3 separate regions of the Sus scrofa genome follow, and regions 1 and 2 are each linked to region 3. A link is a contact called in public HiChIP or PLAC-seq data. All regions are on one chromosome and are shown on one strand. The core of a region is the stretch at or near the end of the contact, and the rest is flanking DNA. Distances in the headings are between cores, read along the strand shown. Region 1 holds the start of FXR2 (fragile X mental retardation syndrome-related protein 2). Region 2 holds the start of WRAP53 (telomerase Cajal body protein 1). Region 3 holds the start of ELP5 (elongator complex protein 5).

Region 1 (2,700 bases), core at 126-2,625, 300 kb after region 3:
GTAAGATCAGTCACATAAAGAAAAATGCCTGAGAGGCAATTGGGGTCTCCCTCTGGCTTAATCTAAGTGGGAAAACCCCTCCTACAAAAAAAAAAAAATGGATTCAGAACAGATAAAGAAGGCGATAATAAAAGGAGTTCTAAAAAACCAAATCCCAGGCAACGGAGGGAGCTGAAATAAGTAAACAATGATCTTTTAAAGATAGTCAGCTGCTCCTAAAAAAAAAAAAAAAAAAAAAAAAAAAGGAAAGAAAGAAAAAAAAAGGCTATCAGATTCCCAAATTGGGTGAGTTGGCTAAAAGTCTTCCAGAAGTGGAAAGAAATGCTTTAAATAAACAGAGAATCCTCATGAGAGCCCCTTTTAGAGATCAGGGCTATGAAGCTCACACTCCTTAGGATGAAACTATCCGAAGGATCTAAATGTATCCGAGGTCAAAGTGAGATGACAAACACAAAACCACCCCTAGGGAGAACGGTAGACCAGCTAATCTTGGAATAAAGGGGTGGGGTGAGAGACTTGTGAAAAGATGCCACCTTATGGCTACGAGGCAACTTGACTGGTACAGCCCAGAGTTCCTGAGGTCAAAGATACTAAATGTCATAAACAGATTCTGACCGTTTCTCCTTGGGTTGGGAACAGAAATATAAGATGAAAGTGGGGTGAGTCTTTCAGAGCCAGTAGGCAGAGGCCTCTCCGAGGAAGATGAAAGGATCTAATATGGGACGGCCTTCCCAAGGGGGCAATAGGGGAGAATAAAGAGAATTCTCCATGTGCTAGGACTGTGGGGAAGACGTGATGAAGATCTAAGGTATGTCTTCTACTAGGAGACAGGAAAAGTCAATGAGACGCTGGGTAAATGGGGTCTCTTCTGGGAGGTGGGGGGGGGGCGCTGATCTAAGCACAATTAATACCCTGATGTTCTTTCCTGAGATGCGGGTGAAGGCAGGCGGAATAGACGGGCCAAACATAAGACGAAGGGGTTTAAGTTCCAGAGGTCTCCCCCCCCACCACCCCGAGGGCTGCGGGTGGGAGCAGGTCTAAGGCTCTAAGGGTCGGGGCTTAGCTCCAGAACCTCAATGCCGCCCCACTCTTCCCCGCTCCGGCTGGAGAGAAGGGGCTGAAGACCCGCGTTCCTGGCCGGCGCGCCGCCTCACCTTGTAGAAGGCCCCGTTGGAGCCGCGCACCTCGACGGGCAGTCCCGGCTCCACATCCCCCCCGAGGCCAGGCCGCCCATGGCGCCGCCACCGCCTCCGACTCCCCCGGCGGCGGCTGCAGCAGCGCTCTGAGTACGGGCCGGGCCAGGTCCCCGGCGTCTCCCCGGAGGAGGAGCCGGAGGGGGAGCCGCGGGGGGCGGGAGCCGGGCCGGCCCCACGGCGGCCCTGCCACAGCCAACGAGCAGGGGGCCGGGGCCGGGCCGCTCCCCGTCCGCCGCCGCCGCCTTGGTCTCCGCCACCGTGAGGGAATCGGCCGCCGCCGCCGCTGCCTTCGTCACCTCAGCTTCCGCCCGCCGCCGCCCCCGCTGCTGCCTCAGTCCCGGGACCCGCTGCTGCCGCTGCCGCTCCACGGCCTCCACCTCCCCCTGCCGCCGCCGCCTACTGCGCAGGCGCACCGGGCACCCGCCCGCCGCGCGCGGGCCCCGAGGGCCACGGCGCAGGCGTCAAGGCTGGCGACCCAGCTCGCGCTCGCCAGCGCACCAGGGCTTCCACACTTCTTTTCACTCTCTCGCGCCCCCTCCTGGTCGCGTACTTGCGCTTGCGCAGAACCAGACTGGCTCTCTTTCTCCGTCCCCCCCACCATTCCACCGCCCCCATCTCTTCCTTTCCCCGCCCCACAACACTGAGAGCTAACCAATCATGGGGAGGGAGGGACCGAGCTCACTCAATCGGATTGGATTTCTGCTGCTCCAGGTCAGACCACACCCCCTTCACCACAGTGCACTCCACCGGGCTTGAACAAGTTAGGGATGGGCATGCGCCTGAATGATTGCTTGGTCACTTTCCCCACCTTTGTCTTTCTTGGTGCGCACGCTCCAAATGGGAAAAAAAAAAAAGTCGAAATGCCCCCCCAAAAAAGAGCCTGGTGCGCATGCGCCGGGTTTTACGGTCCACACGCCAGTCTGGACTCTTCTGATCGCCTGTAACTGTGCGATGAGGTTAAAGTCTTCTTGCCTTAAGAAGATTCTGATCATGCATATGATGAAAGGTTAGAAAAGAATTTCAAGGCAGTACCAAAAGGCAAATGCAACTTAGGTTATTAGCACAAGATTTGAATCTAAGTGTTGAGGATATTCAAAATAGGAAATATTAGTACAGAGAAAGGATGGTAGAGGGAAAACTTTGGATTCTTAAACCAAGGTAAGTAAGAAATTTAGGTAGAAGTGAATAAAATAGCCCAGAAACTAGAATCCTGTGTTGTACAATTAATCATTTAACAAATATTTATTTAGCCCTCCCTGTGTTCCAATTACTGTGTTAAGTGGTAAAGATACAAAGACATAACGTCCCCAAAACAAGGATTTTATAACATATTGAGGAAGAGGCAGGCAGTTAAACAAGTTTAAACAAACAAGCGCATGGAGTCCATCTGAAGATGTGATAAAGGAATACAGTGGTGCAGAGGAGCAGAAAGAACATGTCCTTTGGGGAACCACAACTAGTTCAGAGCGTTTGGCTACACCCTGAAGTACTTGTAAATCAGATT
Region 2 (2,700 bases), core at 126-2,625, 350 kb after region 3:
AGATCCCAAAGCCTCGGACCTTGATGCTTTGTGTGTCTTATTAAGGGCTCCCCCACACCGGGTACTGAAATGGGGTGGTGGCGGTGGTGGGGAAGAACCCCTTAGGCAGGCTCAAGTTTTCCCCAAAGCCCCACTACCCGGCGCAGGTGTTCAGCTTTTTAGTTCGGTTGGTCCTAACATCCCTATCATCTACACTCAGGCCTCCCAACATTGCATTCCTCTGTTGATGCCGCTAGAAGAACTTCCATTTCCCCCCCCCCCCCAAATCACTAAATCTTTCGCTCCACCTCCATCCTCCTTTCTTCTGAGCTGAAAATACACAGACCCGAGAGCCCATGACTCATAGAGTATTCATCAGGCTCAGTTAAGAGCTTACCCGAAGCTCAGGAGAGCGTGTCACTGTCCTGGGATGCACGCTCGAGACGGGACGTCAGGTGACCCCGGAGACCAGCAGCTACCTGCGCCAAGGATGGTGGCCCTGGACTTTTGAGGAGCTCAAAACTTTTAGCGCCAGTCCGAGCACATGGGAGGGGAAAATCCCAATCCCAGCAACCATCGCGAGACTCCTGGCACAAAGTCGCCATGACAAGTAAGGGCAAGCAATTACCCTGCGGGCGGTGGCGACGGACGGAGGTGGTGAGGGTGAGGGGAGTCAGGATTCCTGCTGTGTTGGTTTTGTAGCTACTGACAGTTTGCGGTGAAGAAATTCGACAACCCAGATCTGTGAGAACAGAATTGGTGGAAACCATTTTGAAAGACTTGTCCCCGAGTCAGACATGAAGGTGAAAGAAAGACAGCCTTTGCACCTTTTGCCTGGAACTCTGCTCTCCCAGATGGCTGGATAGTTCCTCATTAGCTAAAATGTCAATTTTTAGGAAGACCTTCCTTAATGTTCCAAGCTAACGTATTCTCCTAGTTACGTTGTATCACACTGTCTTGTTTAATTTCCTTCCTAGACCCTATCACGTTTTGAAATAATTTGTTCCTTGCCTTCAATACACAGCAACCTAAGCGTTAGGAGAGCAGAGACCTTGCCTACTATCTTATTCATTCTTGTCTTTTCCAGTACAGTACTGGGTAGCAAAGAAGAGCTCAATGATAAATATTTATTGAATGAATGAAAAGAGACGGAGGTCTGAGGAGTTGAGATGCAAAACAGGTTCAAACCCCGTAAAAACAAATATAGCGCTCGCGCCCTCTGCAGGTGGGGAGGGGAGTAGGTGCTTGAAGAATGATAGCGCGAGGAGCTCAGACACATCTCCCTGACTCAGAAGCTCTCGGACTACAAGTCCCAGCAGGCACTAGGAGATTCAGGACTGGAGGGGAACGGTAACCCGTGACCTGTTACGTCCCTGCCCCGCCCCTCTTGTGGGTCGCCCGCGAAGTCTGATCCGGGATGCGGAGGTCCAATCGAATGGTGGGCCCAAATCCCGCGAGAACAGGTGGCGCGTAGCCACCGACAGGGCTAAGGATCGCCGAGCTCTCCAACATTCCTGTTCGCCCGCCTCGCCTCGCGAGGCCTGGGGGCGGGGGGCTGTTTTCTGTCCTATCCCGGGAGCAGAAAGAAGGCACTGCTGGGTTTCTCCAGTTCTGCGTCCGGATCCGTGCGAACTTACGGCGGTCTCTGCCGTTCCGCAGGCCCGGCAGCTGGTAGCCGGCGGGAAGAGGATTGCCTGGCCGCGGCCAATGTTTGCCGTGCTTCCTCTGCAGTATGAAGACCCCGGAGGCGCCAGTGTTAGCTCCGGACTGCCTTCCTTCAGACCAGGCCCCAGCTGCAGCCCGTCTCTCTCCTCAGGCTTCCTCGATGGATAAAAATACGAACCCTGAACAGACGCCACCGCCACCCGATGGGGATGATGCGCCCCGGATATCCCCGGATCCTGGAGCTGGCTCGGCCGTGTCCCAGGAGCTGGGGGAAGGGGACCCAGCTTCTCTCTCCACTCCGTTGGAAGCTGAGTTTGATACTCCTAGTGAGTTGAGCCCTCGAATCGAGGAGCAAGAACTTTCTGAAAAAGTGAGCCTTCCTGCAGAAGAAACGAACAAGCCAGAGTTGGGGCCGGGAGAAGACATGGAAGATGTGTCTGAGGAACCCGCTCCAGAGGATGAGGGATACACGTAAGTGCTGATGGCAGTTGGCTCAGGAATCTGAGGAGGTTGGAAATGTGAGATATATCTCATCCGCCAGTCCTCAGCCCCACTTCTCCAGGCCCATTTCTCCTTGGCTTTGGCGACCCAGGTTTGTCTTCCCCATCTTCCTTCCAGCACTTGGAACTACAGCTTCTCGCAGCTACCCCGGTTTCTTAGCGGTTCCTGGTCAGAGTTCAGCACCCAACCTGAGAACTTCTTGAAAGGCTGTAAGTGGTAAGTAAGGATGAGGAGGGGGCTCACCTCTGCCACAGGTCTGCTCAGCTCAAGCCCAACACTCGCAAGATACAGGTCTATCCAGGCTTCTCTCTCCTACTCCTAGGGCCCCTGATGGTTCCTGCATCCTGACCAATAGTGCTGATAACGTCCTGCGGATTTATAACCTGCCCCCAGAGCTGTACAGTGAGGGGGAGCAGCTGGAATACGCAGAAATGGTAAGGGTAGGGACTAACTGCCCCTTCCTCAGCCAGGGCACTTTTAAGTCCTGCCTGTAGATGGAGAAAGTACAGTCCACATGTTTCCTGTCACAAACAGGGTATTTTTTCACCGTGAGTT
Region 3 (2,700 bases), core at 87-2,586:
ACACCCTTGGCACACGAGCCTGTCTCTCCCCGGTTCTAAGATCAAACACACACGGAGGTTTCAAATAATAGGAGGGTCTCTAACAAGCCCACATCAACAGATCTGCTGCCATCAAACAGGTGTTCCCCGCCTCTCGGTTTCTTTAGCAACAGCTCCAGCTTTCTTAAAGAGCGCCCCACCCACCACCCTATCCCCCAAGAATTGCCAAACCCTGTTCTCGTCGAGCCCCCCCCACCGCGCCCCCACACTCCTCACGTCTGTTCTGCTACAAGGGTCTTCTTCCTTCGGCCCATCCCACCCTAAGCCCAGCTATGGGTGCTCTAATTCTCTAGCGGGAGAAGCCGCCGCCAGGACTCGGTTCCTAGGCCCAATCACAGGCCCGACACTTTCCGAAAACCCCAGAACACAGCTGACACAGAGGTCCCCACCACCACCAGCGCCCACCCAGGCTCACCGTGCGGATCTGCCTCCGCAAAAGGTAAATGAAGAAGCTCCAGAGCTTGGCGGCGAAGGCCACGAACGTGCGCAGCCCCAGCAGACACTGCGTCCGCATCATCCCGATGACCCCGGCACCGCCGGCCCCGGGGCCCCCGCGGCCCAGCTCCGCCAGCCCCCCGGGGGCAGCCCCCCGCCACCGGGAGGGGGAACGGGGGCCCCGAGTGGCAGGAGAGGCTGCAGAGAGGGGCAGGGAGCGGGCGGCTCAAAAAGCCACCCCCGACGAGGGGAAAGCCCAGCAGAACGGGGAGCTGGGGGACAGGCGTGGGCAGCCCGCGGGGGCCCACATGGGCGGGGAGTGACACCGACGGCTTCGCGGAGGTTGCGGGCCGAGACAGGTTGGGCCACGACGGGGTCCTCCGAGACCAGGAGGGAAGGGATGGAGAATTGGGGGAGGGGGCTGTGGGGGAGGGGGCTAGGGAGAAGGGAGGGAGGGAGAAGGAAGGGGGAGGGGAAGAGGGAAGCGGAGGGTGGCCCGCTGCGCACGCGCGCTAGGGGGCTGCCCGCGGGAAAGGGGCGGGCGGGGGCAGCGGCGCGCGAAGGGCCGCGCCAGCGGCGGCGAACGGGTGGGCTGAGCGAGAGAGCAGGGAAGGAGGGGAGGGGGAGCCGAAGCGCGCGGATTGCTGGACCGGAGCGGCCTCCCCCTCCCCGAGATCGGGGGTGCCTCAGCCGCTGGGGAGAGGGGCTGCAGCCTCTGCAGCTGGATTTCCCACTCTGACAGGCGCCATTTTACCGCCCAAAGGGCTCCCTCCTCCTTTCTTCCCCCCTCCTCTTCCCCTCTGACACTACTTCCGGTGGTGACGTGTATTCGCTTCACCGGGACCGAAGTTCTCCGGGCTCGGTCTGTAGGGGTGGGAATAAAGGAAGCGGAGGTGCCCCCAACAAGGCTCCAGTAGGCGCATGCGCAGAGGGTGGCAATGGGGCGGGGCCTGGAGCAAAGCCGGCCCGCCTCGGAGGGCGGGGGCGGGGCAGGGTGTCGTCACTTGCCCCCGAGACTCTGACGGCGGGACCTGCTCCTGCGGCCACCTCCCCCTCCCACAAACAACTGCCCCAACGGCTCTTCCTGCCCTGGTCACGGTAAAAATGTAGAGAGGGGCCTCGTCCCTACATCTGTGCACCAGGGCTCAGGAGGGGCCGCTCTGCGTCAGTGCCCCCGAAATAATGAACCTAATCACCTCTCCAGAGTATGCCTGGTCTTAGCCTTGAGAGGGATCGGAGGGATCGTGGGTGCCCCGCCCCCTTCGTTTATAGGGGGCGGGGCGGTGGAGCGTGACGCCATCAGAGGGCGTCTGAAGAGGGTCGGGACGCGTGTTGGAAATGTTGGAGTCGCTGTTGGCTTTTGGTGGCCTGGTGCTCCTGCGGGGTGAGGATCACAGGGACAGGGCCTTCCGAGTAGGGCACAAGGGGCGGAAGTGGAGAGGAAAGACCGTGGGTCACAGCCAGGGGTGGAGGGCGCGACTGGTTCTTGAATGCTGGAAACCTCAGTGTTCTCCGGTTGCTTATCGTCCCTCGCTCTCCCCAGACTCCGTAGAGTGGGAGGGGCGCAGTCTCCTGAAGGCACTTATCAAGAAATCTGCACTGCGGTGAGTATCTCGCAGAGTCTCGCTGTCCTCCCCGGAAAGGGAGCGTGGGCTCCACTCTTTGACGCTCCCCCTTATCTCTGCTCAGTGGAGAGCAAGTCCACATCCTGGGCTGTGAAGTGAGCGAAGAAGAGTTTCGTGAAGGTTTTGACTCCGACGTCAACAGACGGTAGGTACCATTGGGAGGGTTTTGATTTAATTGGATTTGGAACCTCTTTTGCTGAGGAACGTCCCTTTCAGCACCAGTATGTAGTAGTTGCTACTTAAAATATTTATTGAATGGATGGATGTGGGTTTTTTCAGGAGATGGGAATTAGTAAGAGGAATGGTATCTGGGAGTTCCCGTCGTGGCTCAGTGGTTAATGAATCTGACTGGGAACCATGAGGTTACGGGTTCGATCCCTGGCCTTGCTCAGTGGGTTAAGGACCCGGCGTTGCCGTGAACTGTGGTGTAGTTTGCAGGCGCGGCTCAGATCCCACATTGCTGTGGCTGTGGTGTAGGCCAGCGGCTACAGCTCCGATTAGACCCCTAGCCTGGGGAACCTCCACATGCCAAGGGAGCAGCCCTAGAAAAAGGCAGAAAGACCAAAAAAAAAAAGAGAGAGAGAGAGAGAGAGAGAAAGAA

What was found. HiChIP or PLAC-seq counts read pairs in DNA pulled down with a chosen protein or histone mark.
Region 1: a contact with region 3 is called in an H3K27ac HiChIP or PLAC-seq map of alveolar macrophages. The contact joins the promoter of FXR2 here to the promoter of ELP5 in region 3. A contact is called at or near these places in 2 of 47 Hi-C or Micro-C datasets (blood and heart right ventricle) and 2 of 2 datasets of contacts at active chromatin or transcription factors (alveolar macrophages and skeletal muscle).
Region 2: an H3K27ac HiChIP or PLAC-seq map of skeletal muscle shows a contact between it and region 3. The contact joins the promoter of WRAP53 here to the promoter of ELP5 in region 3. A contact is called at or near these places in 1 of 5 promoter capture datasets (liver), 3 of 47 Hi-C or Micro-C datasets (epiblast stem cells and skeletal muscle) and 2 of 2 datasets of contacts at active chromatin or transcription factors (alveolar macrophages and skeletal muscle).

What each region holds. Positions count from the first base shown.
Region 1 is chr12:52,901,882-52,904,581 of Sscrofa11.1, forward strand. It overlaps FXR2 (fragile X mental retardation syndrome-related protein 2), which reads right to left and starts at 1,376. Exons shown (of 17, transcript XM_003131974.5): 1 at 1,155-1,376.
Region 2 is chr12:52,953,299-52,955,998 of Sscrofa11.1, forward strand. WRAP53 (telomerase Cajal body protein 1) reads left to right here and starts at 1,376. Exons shown (of 10, transcript XM_003131944.4): 1 at 1,376-2,115; 2 at 2,263-2,361; 3 at 2,468-2,579. The coding sequence starts at 1,712. It overlaps TP53 (tumor protein p53), which reads right to left and starts at 488. Exons shown (of 11, transcript NM_213824.3): 1 at 377-488.
Region 3 is chr12:52,604,804-52,607,503 of Sscrofa11.1, forward strand. ELP5 (elongator complex protein 5) reads left to right here and starts at 1,337. Exons shown (of 8, transcript XM_003131929.4): 1 at 1,337-1,858; 2 at 2,018-2,078; 3 at 2,164-2,244. The coding sequence starts at 1,813.